Linked DNA regions of Ovis aries: region 2 is linked to region 1. Evidence: chromatin contacts called from public Hi-C data. All regions are on one chromosome and are shown on one strand. Each heading gives the region's core, a stretch centred on a gene start, on an enhancer-like site or on the middle of the called end of the contact. The rest is flanking DNA. Distances are from core to core; before and after follow the strand shown.

The links. Hi-C and Micro-C count contacts between places; a contact is called where the count stands out from the background.
Region 2: a contact with region 1 is called in a Hi-C map of muscle, with 3 times the contacts expected there. The contact joins the promoter of FBXL13 here to the promoter of FAM185A in region 1. A contact is called at or near these places in 9 of 16 Hi-C or Micro-C datasets (hypothalamus, liver, mesenteric adipose tissue and 5 more).

Annotation. Positions count from the first base shown.
Region 1 is chr4:45,543,255-45,547,937 of ARS-UI_Ramb_v3.0, forward strand. It overlaps FAM185A (family with sequence similarity 185 member A), which reads left to right and starts at 2,316. Exons shown (of 10, transcript XR_006059764.2): 1 at 2,316-2,991. It overlaps CCDC146 (coiled-coil domain containing 146), which reads right to left and starts at 2,008. Exons shown (of 17, transcript XM_060414653.1): 1 at 1,900-2,008.
Region 2 is chr4:45,850,096-45,854,778 of ARS-UI_Ramb_v3.0, forward strand. FBXL13 (F-box and leucine rich repeat protein 13) reads right to left here and starts at 2,168. Exons shown (of 21, transcript XM_027968573.3): 1 at 1,999-2,168. The coding sequence starts at 2,073. ARMC10 (armadillo repeat containing 10) reads left to right here and starts at 2,477. Exons shown (of 6, transcript XM_012177422.4): 1 at 2,477-2,716. The coding sequence starts at 2,578.

The sequences.
Region 1 (4,683 bases), core at 1,066-3,565:
ACTTCACTTTCACTTTTCACTTTCATGCATTGGAGAAGGAAATGGCAACCCACTCCAGTGTTCTTGCCTAGAGAATCCCAGGGACGGGGGAGCCTGGTGGGCTGCCATCTATGGGGTCGCACAGAGTCGGACACGACTGAAGCGACTTAGCAGCAGCAGCAGCACCATGCATACTGCTAAACTGAACTCTGAAAGTTTTAAGAACATACTCCTACCAGCACTGCATGTTCATGACTGCAGGAATGGCTTTTACAAAACTGACTGTGCAAAAATATTTTACAAGTAAACTCTAAATATGGGGGGAAGTTATATACGACTTTCTATTCATTTCGTAAATAATTTTTTTTTCTCCAAAGGTGTCAGGAAGATAGAAGGACCTTTTAGAAGAGTGGTGAGAGGGTCAGACCTAATTGTTTCTTAATCTTTCAAAACTTGTTTCTTCATCAATAATGTAAGCATAATAACACTTGCCCTGCTAAACACAGAGTGTTTTGTGAGGATACCGTGAGATGATACATGTGAACATGCTCTGAAAACTATAATGTCATAAATGTGGAAGGTAGTACTTTTACTGGTTATTATTGATATGTGGACAGACTTGCTACATGACATCAGACTTATAAAAGGATCACTAACTTTTTAATATCTTATGTTAACCTTAATGTACATAATCTCCATTTTAAAGCTCAGATGATCCAAAAAATAACGGTTTTGGTCCGTTTTATTTATTTGAAAATAGTAAATATGGATCTGAGAGTTGGACTGTGAAGAAAGCTAAGCGCTAAAGAATTGATGCTTTTGAACTGCGGTGTTGGAGAAGACTCTTGAGAGCCCCTTGGACTGCAAGGAGGTCCAGCCAGTCCAACCTAAAGGAGATCAGTCCTGGGTGTTCATTGGAAGGACTGATGTTGAAGCTGAAGCTGCAATATTTTGGCCACCTAATGTGAAGAACTGACTCATTTGAAAAGACCCTGATGCTGGAAAAGATAGAAGGCAGGAGGAGAAGGGGATGACAGAGGATGAGATGGTTGGATGGCATTACCGACTCAATGGACATGACTTTGAGTAAATTCCGGGAGTTGCTGGTGGACAGGGAGGCCTGGTGTGCTGCAGTCCATGGGGTTGCAAAGAATCAGACACAGCTGAGTGACTGAACTGAACAGCTAAGTTGAATGCATTCTCAAGATGCTTAAACCAATGCCTTTCCCAAAGTTATTCCTGTGGGATTTTATTAAAAAGACAGTTTGAAGATCAGTTTGAATAATTATGGCGAAATGAAACACAAAGCCAAGGACAGAAGTAATATGCAGTGGGAACTTGATGAACCTAAAAGCTTGCCCCTATCATGAGTGAACCTTTATAAGGAGGGAGATGGACCAGGACAGAAAGGAGGAAAGGATAACTTAAGAAAAACACTGAATTTTTAAACAGGTAATGGCTTGCAAAGAACTCTGTGACTTGGGCCCCTGAGGACTTTAGCTCAGTTCATTAGGATTTTTAGATATAAAATAAAAATAGTATAAACTTCAACTTAGCCTGTGCACCGGTGTTCACATCCATTATTTCATTTGATCCCTAAAATTAAAAAAAAAAACAAACAAACAAAAAACAAAACCTTTGAGGCCAGACAAGGTATTATTGACCTAATTTTAAGAGCAAGCAGTTTAAACTCAGATACATTCAAAGACTGGCCTGAGGTCTTTTAGAGTCTGAAAGGAGACAGGACGCTAATGCTATTCCTATATTTTACTCTCGAAGAGGGAGTTTCCTTTGACAGCACTAATGAGTCTTTAACCTCTTGCAGAGGTATTCTCCATCCCAGGGTAACCCGAACTAATTTAATGACGCTTGGAGCTAACCACTCACTGAGGGTACTCCTATTTTAAATCACGGTCTCACCTTTAAAAGCGCAGTTTCTTAGCTCTTCTCTTCGTCCTGATTCTTATTTAGGCTCCTATTTTCCCTCAGACGATCTTCCTCCGTCTCACTCCAAAGCTCCACCCTCTTCGGAGAAGTCGCGTCCTCGGTATCCAAGGAAACCAAGCAGCCTGGCCCATCTTTTGCTTTCCTCCCTTTCCATTGGCCAGTGGGTTCCGGTGTAGGTTCCCCCCCTCCCCCCGCCCCCACGTCCCTCCAATGGCTAATGGGCTTGAGGGGAAAGCGCAGGCCTTCCGAGTTCCGTCCAACACCTGCCGTATCTACCCTCAGCATCCTGCGCATTGCCTTCTGGGAAATGTAGTTTCTCAGTTGCCCGAGCCATTCAACATCTGACCACCATTGGAACTACCTATCCCACCGGCCTTTGCGAAAGGGGCGGGAGTAGGCAAGGGGTTCTGGTCAGGATGGATTCTTAGAACTTTAAAATTGCAATTTGCCGCCCAGACCCGTGTAGCTGACGTTTACATTGCTGAATGAAGTGAGCGGTTTTGCTGTTGCTTCAGCAAACCCTCTTATCAAGCGTCTGTCTCCCTTTTGGCTTGGTCAGCACAGCGGCAAGCCGACTGGACTTGGAGAGACTAACCTGAGGCTGAAGTAATCTGTGGGAGAAAGAGGGGCACGCCATGTTCCCCTTCTCGGGACGGGGGCTGGGCTGCCTCCGGCTCTGTCTGCTCAGAGTGTGGGCCGGCGAGGCCACCGGGCGCTGGGCCTGTGGGACATGTCAGTCCCGGCTGTACGGCTCAGGTGGGTCCCAGCCCGAGGTCTCTAGGTCTGACCCTGCGCGCGGGACTCTGAAGGAGTGGGCGCTGCTGGTGAGCCCTTTCGGCCGTCTGCGGGCGCGGCTCCCATGCCACCTGACTGTGAGGCCCCTGGACCCCCTCACCTACCCAGACGGCGACCGCGTGCTGGTCACAGTGAGCGGAGTGGAGGGCGGGGCGCGGGCCCTGGCCGGCCTGCAGGTGAACTACGACGAGGCGCAGAAGGAGGTGACCATCGTGGCTGATGTCATCGACCACCGGGCGTCCGTGGAAGTGAACGCGCCCCTGAAGTTTGGCAAGTGATTGTAAAACGGGTTTGGGTCCCGGGGCACACCCTGTGAACTTCTGAAATTAGGCCGACGTGCATTTTTAATTTGTCCCTTTGGATCTGACTTTTCAACGTAATTTACTCTTGACCCCTTCAGAAGCTATGTCTTTTTTTTTTTTTTTCTGTTCTGCTTTAGGTTTCTGAGTAGCAGTTAGGAATTAAGTTTTCAGTTATAGCAATTTTATAAATCTAGTAGAAACATGATTTGGAATAACCTAAGCCACATAACATCTTTTTTTGTCGTATCCTCCTTTGACACTTTGTTCCTATTTGTGTTACTGCACTTTGTCCATTACAAAGTGTTTTATTTTTCAGGGTTAACGTATCTTGATAATCCACTCAGTGGCATGGCAGGCGGTCCACATTTCCACTTGCTCATGGCCTGCGGTCTGTTCCCCAAACAGCCTTGCCTATAGTATGTTTCGTATAGTCTGGACCAAGTGTTTGGTTTCTAATAGGCACCCAGCTTCTTACTGAAAACGTCAGCTTTCATTTTGGCCTAAGTAAATTTTGCAGAGTACATCATGAGAAACGCTGGACTAGAAGAAACACAAGCTGGAATCAAGATTGCTGGGAGAAATATCAATCACCTCAGATATGCAGATGACACCACCCTTATGGCAGAAAGTGAAGAGGAACTAAAAAGCCTCTTGATGAAAGTGAAAGAGGAGAGTGAAAAAGTTGGCTTAAAGCTCAACTTTCAGAAAACGAAGATCATGGCATCTGGTCTCATCACTTCATGGGAAATAGATGGGGAAACAGTGGAAACACTGTCAGACTTTATTTTGGGGGGGCTCCAAAATCACTATAGATAGTGACTGCAGCCATGAAATTAAAAGACACTTACTCCTTGGAAGAAAAGTTATGACCAACCTAGATAGCATATTCAAAAGCAGAGACATTACTTTGCCGACTAAGGTCCATCTAGTCAAGGCTATGGTTTTTCCTGTGGTCATGTATGGATGTGAGAGTTGGACTGTGAAGAAGGCTGAGCGCCCAAGAATTGATGCTTTTGAACTGTGGTGTTGGAGAAGACCCTTGAGGGTCCCTTGGACTGCAAGGAGATCCAACCAGTCCATTCTGAAGGAGATCAGCCCTGGGATTTCTTTGGAGGGAATGATGCTGAAGCTGAAACTCCAGTACTTTGGCCACCTCATGTGAAGAGTTGACTCATTGGAAAAGACCCTGATGTTGGGAGGGATTGGGGGCACGAGGAGAAGGGGACGACAGAGGATGAGATGGCTGGATGGCATCACTGACTCAATGGACATGAGTCTGAGTGAACTCTGGGAGTTGGTGATGGACAGGGAGGCCTGGCGTGCTGCGATTCATGGGGTCGCAAAGAGTCGGACACGACTGAGCGACTGAACTGAACTGAAGTAAATTTTCTGTGAGTTGCAGGCTTTGAAGGAAAACACATAGTTAGATTGCCCCAGAAAGGTCAATTGATAATGGCTGCCAGATATGTTTTCTAGGTGTTTTGAGTTCCATGTTATTTCTCACATGGAAGCCACAATTTCTGCGACACTTCTCTAGGAAAGTCTTCCCAAGTTCTCTGCCGTCCTAGGACTGAAGCAAAATACTATTAATGATCATAACAGCAGATAACACTCCTAAGATAATCTTTTCTAGTTACAGTTGTACTATATTATAGACACT
Region 2 (4,683 bases), core at 918-3,417, 310 kb after region 1:
CTCCGTCTTCCTCCCCAGCTCTGGGTGTGAGGATAGTTTCACCCCTCCAGGCCTATTTGCATTGATGATAGTACAAAAATGGTTTCAAAAAGGAAAAATCGATGATCCACAGATTTTTCAGGTTCTCCGCATGGAAACTAAAATTCATTTTCTTTATAAAAGTTTGAAATTGTATACTATGAAGTCATGTGTTAATATATCTAACCAAGAAAAAATTTTAATAGAAAAAAAAAGATGATTCTGAGAGGTAATTGTGCACATTCCACTTTGTGGCCCCCACCTCCTACTTTTCCAGCTCCCTCACTCAAATACTCCCTCTACCCTTTTTCATTCACCTCTTACAAACTTCCACTTTCTACCCACATATCAGTATTATGTCTTGTTCTCATATCCCACCCAGTCCTTAGAGTCCTAGGCCCATCACTTTAGGCACTCTCAAAAGCTTAGCTCCCTCCCCACTGCCCTTCCATTATATATGTGTGGCAAACTCCTATCCTGAATGAAATCAGCTCTTATTTGTATACTTAGGTCTGATTTACTGAGTGCTGCTTGAGAAAACCATGCAACTGGGAAGATAAATAGCAAGCTTTCTACACATTTTCAAATACAATTGTATAGAGGTAAAACATGAATGAAACTCATCATAAAAAAATTAAAACCCTACAGATGTATATGAAGTAAAAGATTAGACCCAAAACATTTGCTGTTAATAGTTTGCCATATATTCTATGCATATATTATTGTCTTACATATATATATACACATATAAAAACACACTTATATACATATACACATATGCATACAAGTATGAATTCAGGTAGCTAGATGTTAGTACACTTTGTTAGGCAATTTGCATTTTTGTCTTAAGGCACAGGTATATATTGTTCTACAGAATAGCCCATTCCCTTATTTAGACTTATTTACCACGTTCACTATGTGACAATGTTACAATGTATATACTTGTACATCCTTCTGGTTACATGTGCAAGTATGTCTCTAAAGTGGATCCTCAGAAGTGGAAATGCTTGGTTAAAGGGTATTCATATTTAACACTTTAATAAATATTTGAAAATTACCATCCCCAAAGGAGGGGGCTGTACTGAACTGCCCTCCCACTTGCGTAGGACAGTCACTCCCCCAGCTGGACTCTCAACACTGCCTCACCTTCCTTCTCTCTCCTTCCCTGGACTTCTAACTCTCCCTCCTTGTCTGAATAACTTAACTACTCAAAACTCCTTCTACAACTGCATCCCCTGCCAAACATCCTCAATCTTGACAAACATTTCACCTCATATTTGTAGAGAAAATGGAAGTCACCAGAAGATAATTTTATTGGATTTCTAACTCGGAGCCTACAAAGCCTACCCACCCCTTGTCCTGCTTCCTTCCTGTTACAAGATGGGTGGGGAAGGACAGTCTTTCCTCCCATTTAAGCCTTGGTTGTGTGGATCTTCCTTTCACACAAAGGGCTGACTGCTTTCTATCTAAAGATCTCAGTTTCCACTCCTCAGCTAACCTCAATCTATTTTCTGCCTTCATCACTCCATTGAAAACCCACACTTACCCTGGGCCAAATCCACTACAACTTTTCAAGTCTTTATCTTAGGTGACACTATTGCCCACTTTCTTCATAAAGCCATACTCTTCTGCTTTTCCTCCTCTATCTCCAAGGCATTTCATCCTCACTCCTCTAGTCCTTAGTTCCTCTTATCCAAATCTGGAAAGTTGGCGTTTGGGGTTTCTGTCCTGAGGTCTTTCCCCCTTTCTCCCTGGGAGATGTCATTCATCCCCCCTTTCAGCCACCTTCACCCCTCTGCTTCAACTCTCTGATATGTATGTTCAGCCCGGACCGCCGTCCTGTCCAAAGCTGACTTCATCTCTTCCCTTTTCGCTCCTCTTAACCTCCACTTCCTCTCTTCGCCAAACTCCAGTCCCTCCTCTGGGAATTCTCTGCCCATTCTTCCCTCTTCTAACTCCGCCGCCATGTGGCTCCAGTACCTCGCAGACCTGAGGAATGTAGTTCTCCCTGAAGTATTTCCTCAGCCTGGGGCTGGCCCGGCGCAGCGAGGCCATGACCTGAGCCCCTACTGAAATCCTGCGTGGCTCGCTGGCCCTCCCCACGCCCGGAGCAGCAAGAGCCACTCCTGAGCGAGGGGCTAGCGCGTCCCGGCGTTGCCACGGCAACCGCGCGGCGTGGGAGGAGGGGCTAGGCATTGCGTTGCCTCGCGCCCTCAGTGGCCTGCCCGGAAGAGGGGCGGGCCTCGGGCCGGGGCAGGGACCCGCCTCCGGGCGTCCGGGGCGGCCCCCGGCGAGTGCTCTCGGGGCGTGCAGTGCTTGCAGCGCTTCACCCAGTCTAGCTCGCCTCCAGCCGTGCCCCGCCCACTCTCCAGGAAGCCGCCAGGAAGCGTACGGGCTGAGTGGACTCTTTCACTTTTCAGCAGGGCGGTTTCTGAGAGGCGGAGTTCAGTCCCCCATTTCCTTTCTCCCGCGGCGTCATCCCGGGCGGCGGCGCCTGGACCCGCTGGCTCCGGACACTCCCGCGCCGGGCCCAGCGCTGTGCGCGGCCCCAGAGGTAGCATGGGCGGCGCCCGGGACGTGGGCTGGGTGGCGGCGGGCCTGATCCTCGCGGCCGGCGCCTGCTACTGCTTCTACAAGCTGACGCGGGGCCGGAGACGAGGCGGCCGCCGGCTTCGGCTGCGCCCCTCGCGGTCCGCAGGTAAGGCCACGGAGTCCCTGGCAGGTGGCGAGGACTGGGGCTGGGCCTTTCCCTGGATGAGGGGTTGCAAGAGCTCCCCGTCATTGTGTTTGATCTTTTAATGCGTTTGCTTGGAAGCTCTTGGCTTCCCTGCTGCTGCTGTTGCTAAGTCGCTTCAGTCGTGTCCGACTGTGCGACCCCACAGACGGCAGCCCATCAGGCACCGCTGTCCCTGGGATTCTCCAAGCAAGAATACTGGAGTGGGTTGCCATTTCCTTCTCCAATGCATGCATGCACGTTAAGTCGCTTCAGTCGTGCCCGACTCTGTGCGACCCCATGGACAGCAGCCCACCAGGCTCCTCTGTCCACGGAATTCTCCAGGCAAGAGTACTGGAGTGGGCTGCCATTTCCTTCTCTATGGCTTCCTTGTGCTGGGAGTAAATAAGAAGCCCAGCCAGGGAGGGAGGATGGTGAGAAGAGCCAGGTCGGGAAGCCCAGGTGCAAAAGGCGGATCTTAATTGGATGAGTGTAGGGTTCGATTCCCTACCTTCATTTCTTTTTTTGAAAATACCAGGATGGATAATTGCTGTAACTTTCTTGCCCAAGTCTGGTGGCACAGAGGAGGATTAAGTTTTCCAGAAGTGTGTAGATTGCCTTTCGCATTAAATCTTGCTCCTGACCTTTTTGTTACCAGAGTGTGTGTCTGGTGTTGCCCGGCCTGCAGCGATAGATGAAATTCTGCATGCGGTTAGCCTGGAAGGGACACCTGAGGGGCAGCTCTGAAAGGACGTACTTTGAAGTCACCGTGGTCTATGTATAAACAAAGTTTTCGAGACAGGAGATACAGATAGAACGCTTGTCTGCATTCAGGACAACCCTCCTGGCGGACAAGTGCATGATCAAGTTTGGGTCCAAAAGCTAATTGGTCCTTTCAAGATTCTAACAATTTGCTGATGTTCTGAGGGGATATTTCAGGTCATGGGAGTTGTTACAGAAATTGTTAAAAAATAAAACCTGCCAACCAAGAAATTCCTCCCTACAAATGTGGGAAAGAACTGAATAACTTTATTATCAAATAAGCATTTAACCAGATTGCTACACACATCTCTAGCAGTCTGCTAGTGGGATTTCAAAGACTGAATTCGCACCCCTGTAAGTATGTACGCAGGTGCAGCCTATTTCATATTATGTACATACCCTCATGATAAACAGTAATTTGTCCTTAAGAGGACTTAACTGAACCATTTGCTACACATGGTTCATTCTCAATTCACTGGTGGTTGAGATGGTGTTTGTGTTAGCTAATTACTTTTATATAGAGAAAAAAATAAAACTTCTCAGTGTCTTTATAACCATGTAGTCACAACATAGAACTAAGTACCAAGCTCAGACTCAAAACAGATAAGGAGATGGGGACTTCTTGATATTTACATTTCAAACAGATGACATCAGAGCCACTGAGAAAGGCTTTTTAGGTTGTAAACCAGCAAGAGGCTTAGCTTTTTAAAAGATGTACATTCATATCAAAGGGACAAAGGATCTACAGTTAGAAGTTTGCTCAAGGAAATCTTTGCAAAAAAGGGAGTAGGAAAAAGGTTCCTTTCCCTTCTGGCACAGGGGAAAAGAATCAGTTTTAAAAAAGATTTGTACTTATTCTTGCTGCCAAAGCTTAATTTGTTGTCTTTGTGTCAAAGATATTTCTGTATAAGTATTTAGTCAGGTGACCTGAACCCAGATACCTACTCACTTATACTTACTGAAAAAGATGAAACTGACGAAGTCTCACTACTTCCCTAAATCACCATTACCATGGTCAGACAGCTTACAAAATCAGTTGTTCACAGCCCCTCCCTGAAGCTATACTTTTTTTTTCTTTGAAGAAGATTTAAGAAATACCCATTTTGTCAGCATCATCCTTATATTTTGCATGGTGATCTTTTTTTTTTAAATTGGAATAAACGTTGTATTATATGTGTTAGATAAATACC